2 separate regions of the Mus musculus genome follow, and region 1 is linked to region 2. A link is a contact called in public HiChIP or PLAC-seq data. All regions are on one chromosome and are shown on one strand. The core of a region is the stretch at or near the end of the contact, and the rest is flanking DNA. Distances in the headings are between cores, read along the strand shown. Region 1 has its middle 130 kb from the start of Col3a1. Region 2 has its middle 270 kb from the start of Col3a1.

Region 1 (4,639 bases), core at 416-2,915, 140 kb after region 2:
AACTACCTCCCCCAATTATGACATTGCTTAAGACTGACAATCAACAAATAGAAACACATAAAACTAAAGGCTTCTGAACAGCAAAAGGACACCATCATTTAAATGAAGAGATAGCCTAGATACATATCTAGTATCTAAAATATATACAGATTTAAAAAACTAAACAGCAAGAAATAAACACCACCATCTCCAAATGGGGTTGGATATAAATAAAGAATTATCAAAACATAAATTACAAAAGGCTGAAAAATGTTTCTAAATCAGTCAATATAATGGAAACTACTTTGAGACCAACTTACCCTGGTCAGAATAGATAAGGTCAAAGCATAAGTGATAACAAATTCTGATGTGACTGTAGAGGAAGGGGAATGAGTGCATACCAGTGAAACCACTATGGAAATCAGTGTAGATGTTTATATATATAAACAATATATATATATAGCCTAGAAATAGTAAGATAATAATCAATCTCATCCAGCTGTGGAACCTGCAAGCCACAATTATGACTCACCTGACTGCAACAGTGGCATAAATGGCATTGCGTAACCAACTACTTTCTGATTGAATTTAAGTTTCACTTCACTAGGTGGAGCCTATACCTCACAAAGTTGCTGAGGACAATAACTTGTATGCAAAGGTCATAGACCCTAAGGAAGAATCTGCTACCATTATTTTGCCAAGAGGTCATAGTATTAAGGCAACTCCTAACAACTTGTTATACTTACAGATGAATGAATCATTCAAACACTTCAGAGAAGTTTGTTTGTTTGTTTGTTTGTTTATTTGTTTGTTTTAAGCACATGACAATTACCACAGACAGCCACAATGTTAAAGATGAGGAAAATAAGTGACTTGTGAAGTGTTTAGCCCTAAATGAGACATTTAATTTCCCAAAGTTCACAGATCATTGTGGGAAAAGAAGAGGGACTTTAAGAGCCAGAGGTAGAGGATGACTACTGGCTTTTGCAATGAAATTGTTCTTGGGAGACAATAGGACAGTTGCATATATGAAGTCATAGCAATTCTAACAGGCTGCTCAAGACCTGTGAAAGGACAAGCCAAAATATTATCATAATGGAGAGGGAAGGTAGGCACCAAGTTCGATCCCTAGCTAAGTAATTGTAGTAACTCGGTAGTTGCTGAGAGAGGAAAAAGTAGCTTTTCTTAGAGTGTGGTTTGTGGTAGGTCTAACACACTACAGTGGATGGCAAAATGCCTAAGAAATACAGGCAACAAAAATGGGACTTGATAGGTTTAAAAAGAAATGAAGACACAAAGGTGGGAGTGTGTACCAAGGAGAAAATGGGAAGATAGAGGAGGGATAAATATGATCAAAATAAATGTATTGTAGTGATTTCTCAAAGAATTAATCAAAATATTTTTAGAGAAGAAAAACCATTTTCTTTTAGTATCTATATATGAAGCAAAAGAAAATATGGGCATTTTTATAAGCCATCCTAACTAGTAAAAAGAAATAAACTTCTTCACTGGTACACATTTTAAGCTTTATCAAATAATGCCCTTGAAGTTTCCAAATAGCACAAGGAGCATCCACAAAGTGATTTTTCCTTTGTCATGAATGCAGAATCAAAATGATAGGCTGCATTCATACAAATAGGACATGTCTTGCAGATTTCTTGTATGAGTCATTGCTGACCACTATGAGTGCAGGCATGTGTTAGAATGTTATTCTTTCCTCTGAGATTTAGCATCTGTGTTATAGTGAAGAAGCAAAGTCAGTCTCTGTAGCAAAATTATGAAGCAGACATGGTCTTATGTTCTTCCTCCTTACATTTCAGTTGGGCCAATGGCAAGAGGCTAAGAGCTATGCAAAAGCTGAGGGAGTAAGGAAGGTCCTTTCAACCTCAGGAACCAGATCTCTTGGCTGAATGTCCCACTACTCTACTCCACATTTTTCTGGCTTTTATCTTAGATTTTTAATTTTTGCTAAGATTAAAAAAAAATACTTCCATTTCTAGTAAATGGTATTTGTATACTCTAAATTGGGTAGGAAGTTTTGTGGTTTGCAACACTTGAAAAAATATAGTGCACATCTTATATCCATGTGAATGAAGCATTCTGTGTATAATAAACCAATATGGATCACCAAAAACTACTGTCATTGACTTCAAATAAAAGGGAGTTAAGTTCCACAGCATGAAGGAAGTATCTTTCTGAATGGATCTGTGCATGTGTCAGACAGGGAAGCAAACCTGCCCAAGGAGATGAGAGTGAAAACCTGGTATAGATTGAATTCACAAACCTGGATCACACGGTGAGGAGTCGAAAGCCAAATAGTTCACTGTCGATATATTTGAAACAGATCAATTTGGGAAAAGGTTTCTAGGCAACAACCATTCTAGTTTCAGATGCACAATAAAGTGTAAGGTATAACTACATAGAATCTCCTTTATAATGTACCTGTAGACATGAGGATGGGTTCTATAACTAAAAGAATCTAGTGTGGTCTCTGAACAATAGCATAAAGGTCAGTAGTCTAGAAAATGCATGTAGCATCTCCACAAGGTGGTTTAAGGAGGGAAGAGTCTGGGATAATCTTTGGGGTAATTTGGGTGAGGTCTGTTTCCACTGATAGCAAAAAGCTCACCAGGTTGTTAACAAAATCTATTCTCTGCCTTCTGGGTGGAAAAACAGACATTATATCTCCTCAGTTGAAAAAAGACCATTGTATGTTTAACATTTCTGGTTTCACTTGTGTTTTGTAGGTGCAAGCACCATTGCACCCCATGCCTCTTAAGGAAAAGTAGACTAGATTCTCACAACAGTCAGAATGCAGAGCTCTGTGTTTCTTTTACTTTCTCCCTGACTCTCACTTTTCCTTCCTCTGTTTCACTTCCCTCCCATTTTCTTTCCATTTCCCCTACCTTTCTTTCATTTTTTTTCCTTTTATAAACAGGTCTCACCATGTACTCTCTGTTCTTCTTGTACTAGTGATTTTCCTGCTTTGTCATCCAAAGAGCTAGGCTTACAGGTGAAGCCATGTCTCATATTTTCTCTTATAATCCAGGTTATCTATGTATTTATATAAAAGTCTAGTATTATTTTTGAGTTTATTTTGGCTGAGGAGTTTATTTTTTCTGTAAGAATTCTTAACATAACATCTTTTACTTTGTATTTCTTATTTTTGGAGACCAAATTCCAGCCATCACTGAGGCAAATTCCATGTTAGTAAAGTCACATGTACTTTACAAAGCTGTTTATTGAACAATAACAACAAAAACTTGAATTATTATATTTAGTTTTAATACTTCATATAATTTGTCAATACTAATATAGAATTATACTGAGTTCCACAAAATAAATGAAGACTTAAAATGTACAAGGGAGACATTAGTTTGTCATATTGTAGTCATTCTTCTGAGCACACTACCTCTTACAGCTTCTACCAGACTAAAAGTAAGTGCTTTTGATGGTGTATCAGTATTAAGTAAATACATTCTCCACCAGCCAAGCATCTGAAAGGCTCAGAAACACTGGCAAGTGTTTTGTTTCTGGTTTCTGACCTGGATTGAACCAGACACAGTGAAATAATGTGAGAAAGATTGTTTTTAGCCAGAAGCAGAAGTAAATCTGCCAGCTCTTCAGCTTTGACCATTTGAGAAGTTATTTTAGACCTAGCCCATAGTCTGAACTACAAAACTTTTCAGAGGATAATGGAAATTTTAAGCTGTAGGAAGGGTGTTCCTGCTGCAAGATAAAACACTGATGAGCAGCAGAATCAAATTGTAGTCAAGATTCTGGAGAACAGTTGAGGATTCCATGCAATATGCCTTGTGGCTGGCATGTGAGGACCTATGCACAATCCAGTACAGTCAGGAGCAACTAAAGAAGGGTCTAAGGGGGTTCTATCATTCATCTTTAGTGAAGGAAATATATCAATAGTCAATTCTCCATGTAAGCCATGGCATACTATGTTTATTGAATCATTTAAGATGGTTTAACTTTTACAATTAAGTAATTCTAAACCTAGTTTTTACGTTGGTCTCCAATGACAAAATATTTTCATTCTATAGTTACAATTTTTCTAACATGGAAAGAGACTCATGTCTCATCCACAGTTATATATTATTGTCAACATTTGGAAGATTTTTTCTTATGTTTATTTTATGTTATTAAAGCTTAACTTTGTTTTCTCTTGGAACCAGGAACCAGAGCTGAAAGATCCTGTGAAAGGTCAAACATCCTAGAATGTCCTTTTGAGGAAAGAAGTGACACATTATCCCCATTTTACACAAGCATTAGTCCTTGCCTATGTCTACATTCACAAGAGAATCACAAATTGAGCTCAATTTTTGCCTGTTTGGTCACTAGTTAAATGTTCTCCTTTGTGTATTCAACTTTTATACACTTAACAATTAGACTCATCTCTCTGTATTTAAACCAAGATTAAACAAGAAGTAATTCTTCAGACTTGCTAATTACTTGTATTCCCAGCTCATTAACAATCATTACGAAAATGAACTCCCCAATATCTAGTTTCTCTCAAGCTTTTGGACTACAAGTATAGGATAGAAGGATGAATTTTCATTTCTGTAATTACTTTAAGTTAGGATTATACTTTCCAATTGGAAGTATCAATGTAAAAGCCCAAGAGGTTAACATCCAGAGCCAAAATTTT
Region 2 (4,852 bases), core at 1,026-3,525:
TCCATTGGATGGAGCACAGGGTCCCCAATGAAAAAGCTAGAGAATGTACCCAAGGAGCTGAAGGGGTTTGCAGCCTCATAGGAGGAACAACAATATGAACTAAACAGTACAGCCAGAGCTCCCTGGGACTAAACCACCAACCAAAGAAAACACATGGTGGGACTCCTGGCTCTAGCTGCATGTGTAGCAAATGATTGCCTAGTCTGTTATCAGTGGGAAGAGAAGCCCTTCATGCTGTGAAAGTTCTATGCCCCAGTATAGGGGAATGCCAGGGCTAGGAAGAGGGAGTGGGTAGGTTGGTGTGTAGGGGGAGGGAGGAGGGCATAGGAGGTGTTTGGAGTGGAAAACAGGAAAGGGGATAACCTTTGAAATGTAAATAATGGAAATATCTAATAAAAAAAGAGTATATTCTACTATTGCAAATGACAAAGTATGATTCACAGCACCCATACAAATCATATGACTCACAATATCCTACAACTCCAATTTCAGGGGATCCGATTTCTCCAGCCACCATAGGCAGCTGAACTCACAGGAACCCTCTCCCAAGTAGCAATACAAACAAAAATAAATGAATGAATAAGCAAACAAATAAATATGTTTAACTAAATGAAACAAAAATGCATTTAAGTCTTATTTTGTAAGTAAAAGCAGCAATGTTGCATTGAGCTTGACACATTCATTTTTCCCATTTATTTATTATTTATTTACTTATTCACTTTATATTCAGATTGCTAGTCCCACTCATGATTCCCCTTCATATAATCCCTCCCTCTCTGTCTTCACTGAATGCTACCCTTCAGTATGCCCCCACCCTTCCACCTCATGTCTCAGCAGGACAAGGTTATTCTCTCCTATTGAGACCACATAGGGCAGGCCAGTTAAGTGAATGAGATCCACACAGACAGGCAAAAGCTTTAGGAACAGTTCCAGCTCCAGTTGTTGGGCAATAACATGATGACCAAACTACACATCTGCTACAAATGTGGGGTTGGGTGACTAGGTCCAGCCCATGTATACTCTTTGTTTGATGGTTCAGTCTCTGAGATTCCTCAGGGATCCAGGTTAATTGACTCTGTTAGTCTTCCTGTGGGGTTCCTCTACCTTCTGGAGTTCTCAGTCCTTCCCCCAACTCTTCTGTAATTGTCTACAAGTTCCATCCAATGTTTGGTATGAACTTTGGATCTTTTAAAAGAGACTGGATTTTTAAAGAATTGAAATTGAAGGACTGTGATACTTTTATGTTATAATATCTATATTGTGATATTAATAAAGAATGAGCAAAAAGGAAAGTTTATTGTTAACTAATATTGATTGTTTTATTTTTAAACTACAGACTGATGTGGTGAGGATAAGCCCAGTTTGAGCTATGCCATACCCGGGTGATCCTGGGATGCTAGAAGAAAGTACAATAAGGTAGAGTGGGGGGAGTTACTAAGCCATTCTCCACCATGGCTTCTGGTTTTTTTGTTTTTGTTTTTGTTTTTTGCCTCCAGGTTCCTGTCTTGAGTTCTAGCCCTGACCTCATTCCTTGATATGAAGGCTGTGAACTGAGAGTTGTAAGCTGAAATAAACCCACTACCCCTCATGTTGACTAGTGTCATGGTTAATATTACAACAATGTAAACCCAAAGACATGGAGTTAAATATTTTTACAGATGAATTTCTTTCATGATAAAGGCCTGAAACCATATGGATAAAGAAATACAGCTGTTACTAGACAATTTAAAATCACATCAATATGTCAGAGGTCAGAAAGCACTGATGACTAACTGTGGTCATCTTAACTAAGCAACTCTTACTTATTTTATGACTTGTTTCTTTAAAGTCATTAAATTGACTTTGAGATCATCTACACCACAGCCAGTAAGTGACCACCATGTTTTTCTAAAATTGTGTTGAGTCATATTTTCTGTGGAGGTGTTTCTTAAATATTATAATGTCTTTCCTGGATCCCGATGACTGAGTTCCAATTTGGCTTGAATTTTCTTATAAAGATGTTAAAAATAACATGTTTCTCAGAGATACACCTCGTGTTTAACTAATGTTTTCTGCAAAAGCAGGTAACAACACATATGTCAGAAATCTCAATCTTTCTACGTTTAGACCATGAGCATGTGTGAGAGAATCCTTGCATTTCTCAGCAGTAAACTTTAAATTAATCCATCAACCCGACTTCTCTAGCATTTTAAAGTTCAGAAATAGGACTAGGAGTGGTGAAATGAGGTTTGGTCCTGGCCAAAGTCTGGAAACAGTCAATGCAATATTGAGTTTCTGGGGCTGGATCCAGCACTGACTTAAACAGGAAATGTGTGCTCTGTGGCTTTTTGTCAGACCTACTTGGGCCTAAGTGTGCAGAAATCACAAAACCTTCCTTGGAGCTTTATTGCTCCAACTGCTGGATTCCACACTAAGCCTCCTCTTCCTGCTTTCTGACCTAATAGGAATGCTCTCCTTAACTGTGTTTAAATCCTACCTAGTGTAGTTTGGCTTTAGCTAAGTAGAAAAGCAGAAGTCTGCAATATGTGCTATGTCTCTGAATTTGAGACTGCTGTGACATCATAAATAAAAGGAACCCCATTAATCACATGGGGCAGGCTAAAAAAAATTCAGGAAAAAATTTTCTCATAATAAAATCCAGATCAGTTCTCTCTCCCTGTGTCCTCTCTACTGGATCTCTCCTGTTCTCATCCCAACTCCCTCTCACACTCAGTTCCCTCCCTTCATCTACCCCTGATGTCTAGATTATTTCTCCTTCTCAGTGAGGTTCAATCATCATCCCTTAGGTCCTCCTTGTTACTTAGCTTTGTGACTATAGATTGTAGCATGGTTATCCTGTACTTTTTTAGTAATATTCACTTATAACTGGGTACATACTATCTGTTTCTCTCTGAATCTCGTTTACCTCAGTTGGGAATTGGGGTAATATTTTTTAGTTCCACCCATTTCCCTGCAAATTTCATGATGTTCTTCTTTATAATAGTCATGTATTGTTGCAGTGTGTAAATAAATGTACTGTTTTCTTTATCTATTCTTCAACTGAGGGACATCGAAGTTCTTTCCAGTTTCTGTCTATTACGAGTAAAGCTGTTATGAAAAATAGTTAAGTGGGGGAGGGTATGGGGGACTTTTGGGATAGCATTGGAAATGTAAGTGAGGAAAATACCTAATTAAAAAAAAGAAAAATACTTAAGTAAGTTTCCTTGTGGAATGGTCAAGCATCATTTGTGTATATACCCAGGAGTAGTATAACTGGGTTTTGAGGTAGATCTATTCCCAATTTTCTGAGAAACCACCAGATTGATTTCCAAAGGAGTTGTACAAGTTTATACTCCCACCAACAGTAGAGGACTGTTCCTCTTGCTCCACATCCTTGCCAGCATGAGCTGTCACTTGAGGGTGTTCGTCTGTTTGTTTGTTTGTTTGTTTGTTTGTTTGTTTTTATCTTAGCCATTCTGACTAGTGTGAGATGGAATTTTAGAGTCGTTTTGCTTTGTATTTCCCTAATGACTAAGAGTATTAAATATTTGTGAGAGAGAACTTGGATGGGGGAGCATCTCTGGGATAAACTAGAAATCTAGGACAAAGGATGAATGAATGAGTGTGAACCTACCTAAAACTTCTAACAGTATGGAATATAGAACCTAAACCAGATACCTCCTGTAATCAGGCAACACTTCCAATTGAATGGGGTACTACCCTACCCACAAAACCTTTGAGTCACAATTTGTCCTGATAGTAAGATGTGCAGGGGTAAAGATAGAGCAGAAATTGAAGAAATGGCCAAACAATGACTGGCCCAACTTGAGAGCCATGTCAGGAGAGAGAAAGAGTCCCCTATTTCTGACACTATTAATGATGTTCTCCTATACTTGCAGTCATAAACCTAGTGTTTTAGTTAAAGTTGTACTGTTGTGAACAGACACCAAGACTACATTTAATTGGGGCTGGCTTACAGGTTCAGAGGTTTGGTTCATTATGATCAGGGCAAGAATATGGAAACATCTAGGCAGGCATGGTGAAGGAGGAGCTGAAAGTTCTACATCTTAAGTGATCACAGAGACTGAAACACCAATGAAAGAACATGCATGGGGCAGACTTAGGAACCTCTATACAGATGTAACAGATGTACAGCTCAGTCTTTTTGTTTGTTTTGTTTTGGCTTTTGTTTTTCAAGACAGGATTTCCCTGTGTAGCCCTGGCTGTCCTGGAACTCACTCTGTAGACCAGACTGGCCTCGAATTCAGAAATCTGCCTGCCTCTGCCTCCCAAGTGCTGGGATTAAAGGCGTGCGCCACCACGACTGGCTATAGCTCAGTCTTTATGTCAGATGCTTCAAAACCGGATCAGGGCTGTTTCTAACTCTGTTGCCTGTCTTTGTTCCCCTTTTTTTCCTGACTGAGCTGCCTTGTGTAAGCTCAATAGGAAAAGATACATCTAGTCCTACTGCAACTTGGTATGCCAAGGTGGGTTGGTATCCATGGAAGGCCTTGCCTTCTGTGAGGAGCAAGATAGGGAGAATGGGTGACAGGGAGGGACTAGGAGAAAATGATAGAGGAGAAGCTTAGATTGGGATGTAAAATAAATAAATAATTTAATAAAAATCCAGATGAAATTGAAATGCTGAGGGAAAATTCCAAAACTGCAAAAAGGCCTAGCAATTGAGACATGAGACATTTAAGACAGTTTAAATTTATGAATTTATATATTACGTATATTTTATATACTTAAAAATAGATGCATTTATACAATGCCCACACATATATACCAAAACCAAATATAATTGATTCATCACATTTATCATAATTTAATATTTTATATACTGATTTGAAGAAATCTATATAATAATCAA

Evidence for each region. HiChIP or PLAC-seq counts read pairs in DNA pulled down with a chosen protein or histone mark.
Region 1: a contact with region 2 is called in a CTCF HiChIP or PLAC-seq map of the NIH/3T3 cell line, with 8 read pairs. The contact joins two enhancer-like sites. A contact is called at or near these places in 1 of 15 datasets of contacts at CTCF or cohesin (the NIH/3T3 cell line) and 3 of 484 Hi-C or Micro-C datasets (nephron progenitors and uterus).

The regions. Positions count from the first base shown.
Region 1 is chr1:45,181,301-45,185,939 of GRCm38.p6, forward strand. No RefSeq gene overlaps it. Among named protein-coding and RNA genes, the nearest start is that of Col3a1, 130 kb to the right of the region's middle. Within about 2 kb of position 1,666, at least 6 of the 459 cell types and tissues checked have an H3K27ac peak or open chromatin away from gene starts, as enhancers often do. A contact at or near this core is called in the NIH/3T3 cell line, where this site is marked.
Region 2 is chr1:45,041,071-45,045,922 of GRCm38.p6, forward strand. No RefSeq gene overlaps it. Among named protein-coding and RNA genes, the nearest start is that of Col3a1, 270 kb to the right of the region's middle. Within about 2 kb of position 2,276, at least 48 of the 459 cell types and tissues checked have an H3K27ac peak or open chromatin away from gene starts, as enhancers often do. A contact at or near this core is called in the NIH/3T3 cell line, where this site is marked.